Linked DNA regions of Zea mays: regions 1 and 2 are each linked to region 3. The links are chromatin contacts, called in public Hi-C maps. All regions are on one chromosome and are shown on one strand. Each heading gives the region's core, a stretch centred on a gene start, on an enhancer-like site or on the middle of the called end of the contact. The rest is flanking DNA. Distances are from core to core; before and after follow the strand shown.

The links. A called contact is a pair of places that touch in the nucleus more often than the background predicts.
Region 1: a contact with region 3 is called in a Hi-C map of leaf, with 6 times the contacts expected there. The contact joins the promoter of LOC100280619 here to the promoter of LOC103650526 in region 3. A contact is called at or near these places in 6 of 25 Hi-C or Micro-C datasets (ear, endosperm, leaf and 1 more) and 1 of 3 datasets of contacts at active chromatin or transcription factors (leaf).
Region 2: a contact with region 3 is called in a Hi-C map of leaf, with 10 times the contacts expected there. The contact joins the enhancer-like site here to the promoter of LOC103650526 in region 3. A contact is called at or near these places in 3 of 25 Hi-C or Micro-C datasets (leaf and tassel).

The regions. Positions count from the first base shown.
Region 1 is chr3:128,152,785-128,157,053 of Zm-B73-REFERENCE-NAM-5.0, reverse strand. LOC100280619 reads left to right here and starts at 2,997. Exons shown (of 1, transcript NM_001367136.1): 1 at 2,997-3,953. The coding sequence starts at 3,090. The coding sequence ends at 3,770. It overlaps LOC100381984, which reads left to right. Exons shown (of 3, transcript NM_001361569.1): 2 at 1-1,379; 3 at 1,483-2,677. The coding sequence ends at 1,681.
Region 2 is chr3:127,725,886-127,729,829 of Zm-B73-REFERENCE-NAM-5.0, reverse strand. No RefSeq gene overlaps it. Among protein-coding and RNA genes, the nearest start is that of LOC103650525, 14 kb to the right of the region's middle. Within about 2 kb of position 1,534, at least 17 of the 20 cell types and tissues checked have an H3K27ac peak or open chromatin away from gene starts, as enhancers often do. A contact at or near this core is called in leaf and tassel, where this site is marked.
Region 3 is chr3:127,904,542-127,908,417 of Zm-B73-REFERENCE-NAM-5.0, reverse strand. It overlaps LOC103650526 (probable mediator of RNA polymerase II transcription subunit 37c), which reads left to right and starts at 1,330. Exons shown (of 2, transcript NM_001319757.1): 1 at 1,330-1,586; 2 at 3,190-3,876. The coding sequence starts at 1,373. LOC111591276 (small nucleolar RNA Z195/SNORD33/SNORD32 family) reads left to right here and starts at 2,448; the gene lies at 2,448-2,528. LOC111591214 (small nucleolar RNA Z194) reads left to right here and starts at 1,945; the gene lies at 1,945-2,046. It overlaps LOC111591227 (small nucleolar RNA F1/F2/snoR5a), which reads left to right and starts at 2,760; the gene lies at 2,760-2,899. It also overlaps LOC111591277.

The sequences.
Region 1 (4,269 bases), core at 1,748-4,247, 250 kb before region 3:
GCTGGGGGAACTTGTTTGGGCCTGGTGGCAAGGACCGTTGGTGATGACATTGTTCCTCTTGTAATGCCTTTTGTGGAGGAGAACATAACCAAGTCTGAGTGGAGACAAAGAGAGGCTGCAACATATGCCTTTGGCTCTATCTTGGAGGGCCCATCAGCTGATAAACTGGCTCCTCTTGTTAATGTTGCATTGGGCTTCATGCTGTCTGCACTGATGAAGGATCCAAGCAACCATGTGAAGGACACAACTGCTTGGACCCTTGGGAGAATCTTTGAGTTCCTTCATGGTTCAGCGCTTGAAACTCCTCCTATCATCACAGGTGAGAATTGTCAGCAAATACTTACTGTGCTGCTTCACAGCATGAAGGATGTCCCAAATGTGGCTGAAAAGGCATGTGGAGCCCTATATTTCCTTGCACAAGGCTATGTTGATGCTGGATCTGCATCACCATTATCCCCTTTCTTTCAAGATATCGTTCAGAACCTGCTTATGGTCACTCACAGGGACGATGCTGGAGAATCTCGGTTGCGAACAGCAGCATATGAGACCCTAAATGAAGTTGTCAGGTGCTCCACTGAGGAGACGGCCCCTATTGTTATGCAGTTAGTACCTGTGATCATGGTGGAGCTCCATCAGACACTGGAAGCTGAAAAGCTGTCAACTGATGAGAGGGAGAAGAGGAGCGAACTGCAGGGCCTCCTTTGTGGTTGCTTGCAGGTCATAATCCAAAAGTTAGGGGGGATGGAGTCAACTAAGTACTCTTTCTTGCAGTATGCTGATCAGATGATGGATCTGTTTTTGAAAGTTTTCGCATGTCGAAATGCCACAGTACACGAAGAAGCTATGCTTGCTATTGGTGCATTGGCATATGCAGCTGGCCCAAACTTTGCAAAGTACATGACACAGTTTTATCAGTATTTGGAGATGGGACTTCAGAACTTTGAGGAGTATCAGGTGTGTGCCATTACCGTGGGTGTTGTTGGTGACCTCTGCAGAGCACTGGAAGACAAAATTTTACCCTTCTGCGATGGCATCATGACCCAGCTCCTGAAGGACCTGTCCAGTAACCAGTTGCACAGATCTGTGAAACCACCGATATTTTCGTGCTTTGGTGATATAGCACTGGCAATTGGGGAGGACTTTGAGAAGTATTTGATCTATGCGATGCCTATGCTGCAAAGTGCTGCTGATTTGTCGGCCCATACCACTGCAACTGATGATGAGATGCTCGACTACACCAATCAGCTAAGAAATGGAATCTTGGAAGCCTACTCTGGTATCCTGCAAGGATTTAAGAGTTCACCTAAGACACAACTGCTGATGCCATTCGCTCCGCATATTATTCAGTTCCTTGATGCTCTGTACAATGGGAAGGATATGTACGTCAAAACTTCACACTCTGATTCTTCAACTCCGCTGCTTAACTTATGAGCCATTTGTTTTGTTGGCCTAATTCCTTATGTTGCTATGACTCTTTTGCAGGGATGATACTGTGATGAAGACTGCAATAGGTGTCTTGGGAGATCTGGCTGACACATTAGGTGTCCATGCTGGCCCTTTGATCAATCAATCCACCTCAAGCCAGGCATTTTTAGAGGAATGCTTGGCATCAGACGATCCTTTGGTGAAAGAATCTGCCGATTGGGCGAGGATAGCAGTCAGCCGTGCAGTTTCGGGTTGATGCCACAGTGAGTCTCGAGTCTGCACTTGCATCCCATCCACATGTCATCATGCCTGGGTCTTTAATTGCTTCATGTCCAGACCTGCTCTTCGGTGAAGTCCAACATCTTTACAGCAGAGTCGGAGGGTCCCCACTAACTCATGCATCAGTACATGTGTCAACCCGCGCCCCGCTTCGGCGGGAAAAGAAGGGTTCAAGTTGGCCGCCCACTAACTTTCGCCAAATGCATCTGCAACCTTCATGTCTTGTTGGAGGTGAGATGAGGTTCTATTATCGCATGACATGCTCACAGATTCCTGTGCATGGCATGCCTATGATATGTGGCCCATCATTTCCTCCCCTGTATCCATCCCATGCATCAAAGTTTGGTCAGATGGCCACGTGGGACAAAAGGCGCAGTTTCTTGCTGCTGCTCCAGTAAGAAAGAGCGGGCTCGAATCGCGTTGTCACAGGATTATTTTTGTATCGATCAGGGTGGCCAAGTCCATTTATGTCAGACATATCCTCCCTGCTGCTGCTGGTAGGTTGTGAATTTCCTAGCATTCTTTTCCCTTTGGCCGCTTGCATTGTCTTTGCATTTCATTCTTGGTCGGTCTATTTTGTAAGAGTTGCTTTGGGGGCAAAACATGTGTCCTGTCCGGTCTGCTACCGCACGCTATTTGTACAAGTCAGGTCCGTGCGTGCATTGGTTTATTTCCCGGTGTTATCGGAGCAGCGCGTGTTTGTGCCTTTTTCCACCGTGTTTTTGGTAATCTACATACATGCTGCTCCATTTCGGTTTATGAGGAGCTGTGTGGGTGAAGAAACAGAGATAGAGTTATATAGGTCTTTGAAGTGGTTCTTGCTGGTGGCAGAGGCAAATTGAGTTGGGTGTGGTTTATGAATTGTACCATGGTGTGGAGAAGACCCACTGGTAATATTTACTGTATTTGGCTGGTGCTCCGCCGCAGAGCATATGAGCAAAGTTAAGCGTGAGTGCTCTTTTTCTCAGCTTCATCTAAACATGGAATCAATTTAGTAAAATGTAGGTAAAGAAGTAAAGGTAGAATGCTTCTTGTTATCTTGCTTTTATCTCTGCCCATATCCTTACCCACCCAACTTGTCTGCTTCTAATTTGCTATGACCGTCCTTTTCTTCTTTTTTTTTGAATTGATAAAAAACGGTTTTCGATCCTAGCCCGTGTAGGAGTATATTGAAAACCGTAGCCAAATCTACTACTAGCATTGAAGTTCTTTTCTCTATTGACCCTTCTCATGGACGCTAGTCGCATCACTAAGCTCGCCTATAAAAGCCAGGCAGAGCTGTCTGATGTTTTGTCATTGCCATCACAATTCACAAACTCACGCCTAATAACACTACACAACCAGCTATAGGGGCCTACCAGCTTTGTCAAGGGCTGAAGAAGACCATGGCCAGAGCCATCGTCCTCGCCGCTCTTCTCCTCGCTGCCACTGCCAGCTCCACGACGGCGACCACGCTGACCATCCACAACCTCTGCCCTCACCCGGTGTGGCCTCTGGTGACCCCCAACTCAGGCCTCCCTTCCATCTCCGACAACACCGCGCGACTAGACCCCAACGCGCTGCTCACCCTCTCCTTCCCGCCCACCTTCTGGGCCGGCCGGGTGGCCGCGCGCACGGGCTGCGACGCCGCCGCGTCCGGCTGCTGGACGGGCGCCGCGCCGCCCGCCACCGTCGTGCAGGTCACCGTCCACGACGGCACGAACCAGGACCAGGCCGCCTACAGCGTCAGCCTCGCCGACGGCTTCAACGCGCCCGTGGTGGTCAGCCCGCAGGCGGCCGGCGGCGGGCAGTGCCCAGCGCTGGGGTGCCCCGTCGACCTCAACTGCGACTGCCCCCCGCAGCAGCGCGCCGCCGAGGGCGCCGCGTGCCGCGGCCCGCCGGAGTACTTCAAGAGCCGGTGCCCGCTCACCAGGACCACGCCCACCGACGTGGAGCCCGTGCCGCAGAGCTGCCGCGCGCCGGGCGAGCTCAAGGTCGTCTTCTGCCAGGCGACCATCGTCACAGGCGGTGTCGCCGCTGCCGCCGAAGCCGAGATGGCCATCCGAACCGTCGTCGCCGACAGCTAGACTACTGGCCGAGACAGACGTCCAGCTCCACTGGCCCCGCTTCGTTGAATCGTTATTTGTCACGCTTTTTGCTTTCGTGTGTTTGTTAGCTTAGGCTTCGACGCGTGTAACCCGGTGGTTTTTAAGCAAAATTTCAAGTTTAAATTCGTATTACATATTTTTTAATAAAAGCATTACATTTCTAATAAATTTAATTTAAAAAATCAGCTAAAATGCTCCCCATTCACGAGCTTATCGATAAATCCGCTTGCACTTGCAGACGACAATAATATAATTTCTTCTGAACAATGCCCTTTTTTTCCTTGCAAAATTCCTTGGCGTCCCGTTTGCATCATTGAAATTTAATTCCATTCTAATAATGGTGATTTAGTTATATATCAATTAAGCAAATTCGATTTTATGTAAAATATATTTTTATATTATTATTAGTAAGATATCAGAGATATTTATATGATATATTTTTACTATAAAGAAGTGAGACGAAGAATATCATGTAAGT
Region 2 (3,944 bases), core at 285-2,784, 180 kb after region 3:
GCATTCCTACAACATTCCTAAGCACCAAGACATCGATTCCACGCATTTGGTTCATTGTGATAGCATCTAGAGCTCTTGTTGAGTTGTGGACTCATTGAGTTGTGTTGCGAGCTCTTGTTGCGACTTGTGTGCGTGTTGTTGCTCTGATTTTGAGTCTTGTGTGCGTTGCTAGTTTCTCCCTTACTCCGTATTTCTTTGTGAATCTTAAGTGTAAGGGCGAGAGGCTCCAAGTTGTGGAGATTCCTCGCAAACGGGATTGAGAAAAAGCAAGCAAAACACCGTGGTATTCAAGTGGGTCTTTGGACCGCTTGAGAGGGGTTGATTGCAACCCTCGTCCGTTGGGACGCCACAACGTGGAGTAGGCAAGCGTTGGTCTTGGCCGAACCACGGGATAAACCACTGTGTCATCTCTGTGTTTGATTTCTTGTGGTATTGTGTTTTGTTGAGACTCCTCTCTAGCCACTTGGCGATTATTGTGCTAACACTTAACAAGTTTTTGTGGCGATAAGTTTAAGTTTCACAGGATCACCTATTCACCCCCCCTCTAGGTGCTCTCAGTGAGACATTCAAGCTTAAGAACAATGCAAATAAAGATAAAATTTGTGATACCATATGTAGAGCCGTACCTGAGGGGTGCGGAGGGTGCGGCCGCACTAGGCCCCAAAAACAGAGGGCCCTCTAGCCACTGGACGCTAGCATTTTTTCCTGTTAAACCTATCTATTCTAGGCACAAATACGCAAAGCGATGCACTATCGAGTTATGGACTAGTCTCGTTTATATTGTTAAACTAATGTCTCAACTACTTATCGAATACTCCGTCCGTTCACAAAATAGTATTTGTTTTAGCTCTTGATTTTTATGTTTATATTGATGATGATGAATCCACTAAAGAAGCAAAACAAATTCTATTTTGATACAAAGAGAGTATAGTTTATATATATGATGGTTGCTTCGGCAGAGAGAAGCTTTTAAAATTGAAATATTTTTGTGAACTATTTATGGTTAACAATAACTAAAGGGGGGTTAAATGGCTTGGCGATTCTATATATAAAAAAAAATTGTTGGATGAGACTGATCTCAATGATATAAGCGATAACTTTTATCATAAAATGTTAGAAGATATTTTTAATTATATCACATAACAAGTAAGTATTTTGGCTATATTTTATATTTGTTATCTTATAAACATAAAAGCATTGCATAATATTTTTTATACATTAAATATTCGATAATATATGTATAATTATATATATTTGTGTGTATTCATATCGAATTTCGTATTGGACCCTGAAAAGTTACGGTGGTATATGGTCGTGCCACGTGAGGGCAAAAGTGTTAGAAACGTGAACTACTATAGCGCGAAGGCGGACATACTCCACCATGAAGCTGCAGGCTTCTGCGTGCGTTGGCACGGCAAGAAAGTGGCTGGTGGAGTCTTGACGTTCTCCTTTTGTGGCCCATGGCCGTGTGACACGCTCGTACGTATACGTGAAGACGGCTTGTGAGCAAATGTGCCTGTGCGTAGCACCAGCCGGCCTGCAGTGAGGACGACCTGGGCTGGTTGCTAGCGCAAGGCTTGACGGCCCGCGTGGGAAGGCCCATGACGCGGCGTGGCGAGAGTTGGCTAATGACCAGCGAAGTGATTTCAAGTCCGGGCCGAATAAGGTTTGCTTTTATATATATATATATATATATATATATATATATATATATATATATATATATATATATATATATATATATATATATATATATATATATATATATATATATTAAGAGTCATGTGCTTCCAATAACTAGAGGAAGCCCAGGTCGGACGGTGCAATCCGGTCGAGCCGGACCACATCCGGACGTCTATAAAATATGATCCGGAGTGCTAGGGTTCTGTTTTTTACGCTCCACCTCGATTCATTAGCGACGCCACGTGCGACGACGACGGTTGCCCCAGAGCGTGTGCGGCGGTGGACCCCAGCCGGTGGCCGCAACTCCATGACCTCGACGCGCGGTGGCGGAGGTTCCTCGATCTGGAGTAGTGGCGGCGGTTCCCAGGTCGTTGGTGGCGGCTCCCCGATCCAGAGGGCGAGCGACAGCGGGGCTCTTGTGCGGGCAAGCGGCGGCATGCCGGCATCCCCGAGGCCACAAGGAGGCGGCACTTCCAAGGCCGGCGAGCAAGCGACGTCCGTCGACGTGCGAGTAGCGACGGTGACGCATGAGGCGTGATGTTCGAGCGAGCGGTGTCACTGAAAGCGCGAGATGTGCGCAGCGATGATCGTGTGTGACATCCTCCGATCCGGCGCAGTTTTCTTTTCGATTTTCGTGTTTTATGCCTACCACATGTATTATTTACGCTAAAACTGTACGATTTTATGCTTGAACACGGAGTTTGTATATCAGTTTACTGCATGCACATTGAAAAGGCAATTACTTGATTTATGCTGTTCGTAATTTGCGCGCATGCAATGGAAACTCCCACGATTTTGCCATAATTTTTGGATCTGTATAAAAATAGAAACTGCATGCATGCGGCTGCCATGTTTTTCGAATCTGGCATAAAAATAGGATCATAATAACAACCTACTAGAGCTATCAACCTCTCACATTGGCTCGATATTTACGCTTATAATTGAGGGATTTTATGCTCAAAACTTAAACTTTTTACGCTCCAACCCGGAGATGCGTCCACCAGTGAACAACATGCCAGATTTTTTACGCAATGTACCGAATTGCATAAATAACTACACCGTATAGTATAATTTGTATCAGCATATATCATAAACTAGTTCTAATGTGTTTAGCTGCATAGATGTTGGAGGGATCCTATATTTATGAAGAAAATAAAACATTAAATACGATTTTTTGTTTCTATGCATGCAATTCATTTCCTTTCATTGCACATTCTTTCCATCATAAATTCGTGTGCATGCAGCTGATAACAGATTTTTATGCAGTATATCGAATTGCATAATTATATACACAGTGTAGCATATTTAGTATCAGTATATGTCATAAAATAGTCCTTACGAGTATAGCTGCATCGCTGTTGCAGCGATCCTAAATTTATGGAGGCAATAAAGCATTTAAAATAGAAATCGTCACACATATCTTTCCTAAGTTTATACGCAAGCAAGGGAACGTGTTTGACTCATGCATGCATTTCTTTTTTGCGCGCATGGGGCGGGTGGCGCATCCAACAGCCTGGTTGAGTCGGCGTGTTGGGTTGAACCACATATATATATATATATATATATATATATATATATATATATATATATATATATATATATATATATATATATAATGGTTAGTACGGGAAGCCCTAGCCAGTTATACTTTGATGCCTGTACGTGCGCGGGTTCTGGCTCGGACGAATTTAAGCGTAAAACGTAAACTAAAATAGCATAAATGAGTACGAATTTTAGTATAAATCGAAGAGTTGTTTCGTAACAGTGATATGCCTGAAATTACGGCATAAAAATCGCGCACGTCCATTTATGTGCGGGTTCTGGCTCGGACGAATTTCAACGTAAAACATGAACCAAAAAGCGTAAATAGGTACAAGTTTTAGCATAAAACGTCGATCTGTTTCGTAATGACATGGGTTGGCTCGAATTACGGGGTGAAAATCGCGTGCATCTGATCATGCACGGGTTCTGTCTCGAGCGAATGTGAACCAAAATAGCGTAAATGAGTACGAATTTAGTGTAAATCGTCGATCTGTTTTCGTAACAACGAATGGTGCACAAAATTACGGCATGAAAATCATATATAGGTTATGACTTTAGTAGATTTAAGCGTAACGTGATCCAAAACATCATAAATATATACGAATTTTATCGTAAATCATCGATATGTTTCATAACAGCGAATGGTGCTGAAAGGGAAATGTGCCCTTGGGCCATTTCTAAGTATTTTGGTGATTGAGTGCCAACACAAGTGCTTAAAT
Region 3 (3,876 bases), core at 81-2,580:
TAAAATCACTTCAAGTATCAAAGTTTCAACATAATCAATATTTTACTTTATCATTTTTATGTGGGGACTTGAGGTTATCTGCTTATAAAATGTTTATTAGTCTTGATAATTTATTTACAATTTTCTGGCTGAACAAGAATATTTTATGATAAGCAGCTCATGCATTATCCGACAAGTATCTGATATCCGACCAAATAACATATGTATCCGTCACTTATCCGTCCAAATAAATATCTGGTCGCTGTATCCGTATCTATCCCGTTTCTAACTATTTGTATATGATCCCGAATCCGATTGAAATACATTAGGGTAGGATACAAGATGAGCCCCTATCCGTCTGTATACGTCCCGTTTTTACCCATACTCGTCAAACTTTTTAGGACTTGTTTGATTGTGTCCGAATCAAAGGGGATTGAAGGAGATTAAATCCCTCCCTAATAAAAAATAAATAGAAAAAGATTTAATCTTCTTCAATTCAAACGCAATGGAACAAGGCGTTAGAAGTTTCATCCAACTTTTTTGCTGGTCTTAATTGCAACTTCTCCTAGAGCTCTGTTGACTCCATCTTCCATAACTCCATTAAGCTCAGAGCTAGAACCTACATTTATGCACAATTTTTTTATTTCAAAAAGAACCTACGTCTATTCCAAACGATGTGATAAAAAATGCAATAATTTTGTAGGGCTAGTTTAGAAACTCAAATCCCCTATATAATCAAAGGAGATTTAAGTTTCTCGTAGAGCTTATTTGGATGCATGGGATTGTAAGAGCTCGTATGGTGTTTGATCGAGTTTCTTCATCAATGTAGACCTTGTTTAGATACTCTCATATTTACTTCAATACATGTGTATTGAGGTGAACTAGAGTGTAAATTAGTTTAAATTACACTTTAATCCACTTTATTACACGTGGATTGGGGTGAATATTGAGTATCGAAACAATGACTCATCAGGGAGGCTTGTCTCTGTGGGCTGGTTCTAAGCGTAAGCGGGCCGGCCAGCACTTATGGTATATGACTTGGGCTGAGATCTGGTCACAACCCATCCCTCCGTCAAAGATTCCTTTTACTCACGTGAAAGCAACCAGAAAGGAAAAAAAAGGCCGTTTAAATAGCCGAAAGGCGCCCGTGGAAAAGACGCCGCCATGCGCCTTCGTTCACACGATCGCGTGCCAACGGCTCAGATGTCCCCACGACGCGCCCAGGAACATTCTAGAACACCACAGCCCACGCGCTGACGACGAGCCCTTTGTTCCCTATAAAAGCCACTGCCCGGCTCAGTCTCTCGCCCTCTCGAAACCCTAGTCCCCTGCTCCATTCTCAGCCGCCGCCAATCCCTTCCCGTGCTCCGCAACCGCTGAGTGAGAAGAAGAGATGGCCGGCAAGGGCGATGGCCCGGCTATCGGCATCGATCTCGGCACGACGTACTCTTGCGTCGGCGTGTGGCAGCACGACCGCGTCGAGATCATTGCCAACGACCAGGGTAACCGCACCACGCCCTCGTACGTCGCCTTCACCGACTCCGAGCGCCTCATCGGAGATGCGGCCAAGAACCAGGTCGCCATGAACCCCATCAACACCGTCTTTGGTGAGTACACTCCACCATTTAGGCTCTTACTCCTTTCCTAGCTCGGATACGTTTTGTTTACCGTGACTAGCGGTTTTGTCTGACCCATACGACCCATCTACGTTACTGCTTGATTTGATATGTTTAAGTTTCTGTCGTAAAAGTAGCTCAGATCCGATCTAGTTTGGCTATGTTTTTGTCTAGATCGGTTGGATCTGAAGGCGACTGTGATCTGTAGTAGTTCCGTAGTTATTTTTCCTCTGGCTGGGTTTAGATCTGTTATTGTTTGTCATGGTAGCTTTAGATCTATTTGTTTTTTATCACCTATTTGGTATATAATACTGGTCCGAAGGCTCTGCAGTACTATTTGTCAACTCTTGGCAGATTGATGATGAAACAATTACCCCAAGCGCTTTATTCCACTGATGCCAGTGATGGAAAACTATGCTATCATAGTTTTTGTGGTTTTCAATCTGAAACTGCAGATCAAGAGTTTTTTTAGGTTTCCTTCGATTTTGTGTTTGGTTTTTCTTCTTCCAGCCATGACAAAATGAAAACCATTAGTTTTATTTGGTTAAGTAATGGGATAAGTGATGATATTTGTATCCACACGAGATATCTGTATTTACTATGATGCCAACATTATGCATCTCCATCTGATCTCTCATTATCTTATCATATTGCTTTAGCTACAACTATTGGCTCCCTAGTTTTAGATTGTACCTTATATGATTGGTGGTTGGCACCTCTGCACATCAATCATTGCTTTGATTGCCAACGTTTAAAAATGTTGTACTGCTATTTATTTGCTCTTATTTTTTTATCATGCATGTGGTTGAGATTTACTTGAGTAGAACGTTCACGTTGTAGTACAATTTTTACTGGAGAAGTGATGAAGTCATAACATAGGAAATATCTGCATTCACTGTGATGATCACATCATGCACTACCATCTGATCTCCTACATTTCAATTTTATTGCAAACTTTTGCCAGTTTTATAGTAACTTGTAATTCGGCAGTAGTTCTGTGAAGTCTATAGTATTTGTTGTTTTTTATGTGCAATCCGTGATGCAAGACAATTTCCTGAACCACTGTGATTAGTACAGCAAAAATCACCATCTTTCGACTGAGATTGCACTGCCAGTTTGAGTTTTATTGCATGCAAAGTGTTTCTGTGTGTAATTTGTTGCAGTCAATGCCATTTGGTATCTGACTCGCAGTCATTTTTCGTGATTGTGTGTCTCGAAACATGGCAGAAAACAAAGGGGAATGGATCTTGCGACACTGGTTGACCATTTATGAGCTTCCAGTTACTATATGCCCGTTTACATTATCTGTTTGGGCAAGTGATTATGACTGAAAAAACTGACGTCTGTTTTTTCTTAGCTAGCAAGTTGTATTTTTTTTGAAATCAGTCTGATTATTGGAGTTTGTTGATTGACCTTTATGCTATTGGTATCTTGACTCATGTCAGTTTTTTATTAGTTAGGTATACTTGGTTACATAAGCAGATATCATTTGATTGATCAAAGTTTTGTATTTGTTAACAGAAGTGTTGTTGTGTTACATTTCAAATTGTATGGTATTAGAATGCATTTCTGACATGATTGGGTTCATATGCAGATGCCAAGCGTCTCATCGGCAGGAGGTTCAGTGATGCGTCTGTCCAGAGTGATATCAAGTTGTGGCCCTTCAAGGTCATTTCTGGGCCTGGTGAGAAGCCAATGATTGTTGTCCAGCACAAGGGTGAGGAGAAGCAGTTTGCAGCTGAAGAGATCTCCTCTATGGTTCTTATCAAGATGCGTGAGATTGCTGAAGCTTACCTTGGTAGCACGATCAAGAATGCTGTGGTCACAGTCCCTGCCTACTTCAATGACTCACAGAGGCAGGCCACAAAGGATGCTGGGGTGATTGCTGGCCTTAATGTGCTGCGTATCATCAACGAGCCAACAGCTGCAGCTATCGCCTATGGTCTTGACAAGAAGGCTACCAGTGTCGGTGAGAAGAATGTCCTCATCTTTGATCTTGGAGGTGGTACCTTTGATGTCTCCCTCCTCACCATTGAGGAAGGAATCTTTGAGGTCAAGGCCACAGCTGGTGACACCCATCTTGGTGGTGAGGACTTTGACAACAGGATGGTCAACCACTTCGTCCAGGAGTTCAAGAGGAAGAACAAGAAGGATATCACTGGCAACCCCAGGGCTCTCCGGAGGCTGAGGACCGCTTGTGAGAGGGCGAAGAGGACTCTGTCTTCCACTGCCCAGACCACGATTGAGATTGACTCGCTGTATGAGGGCATCGACTTCTACT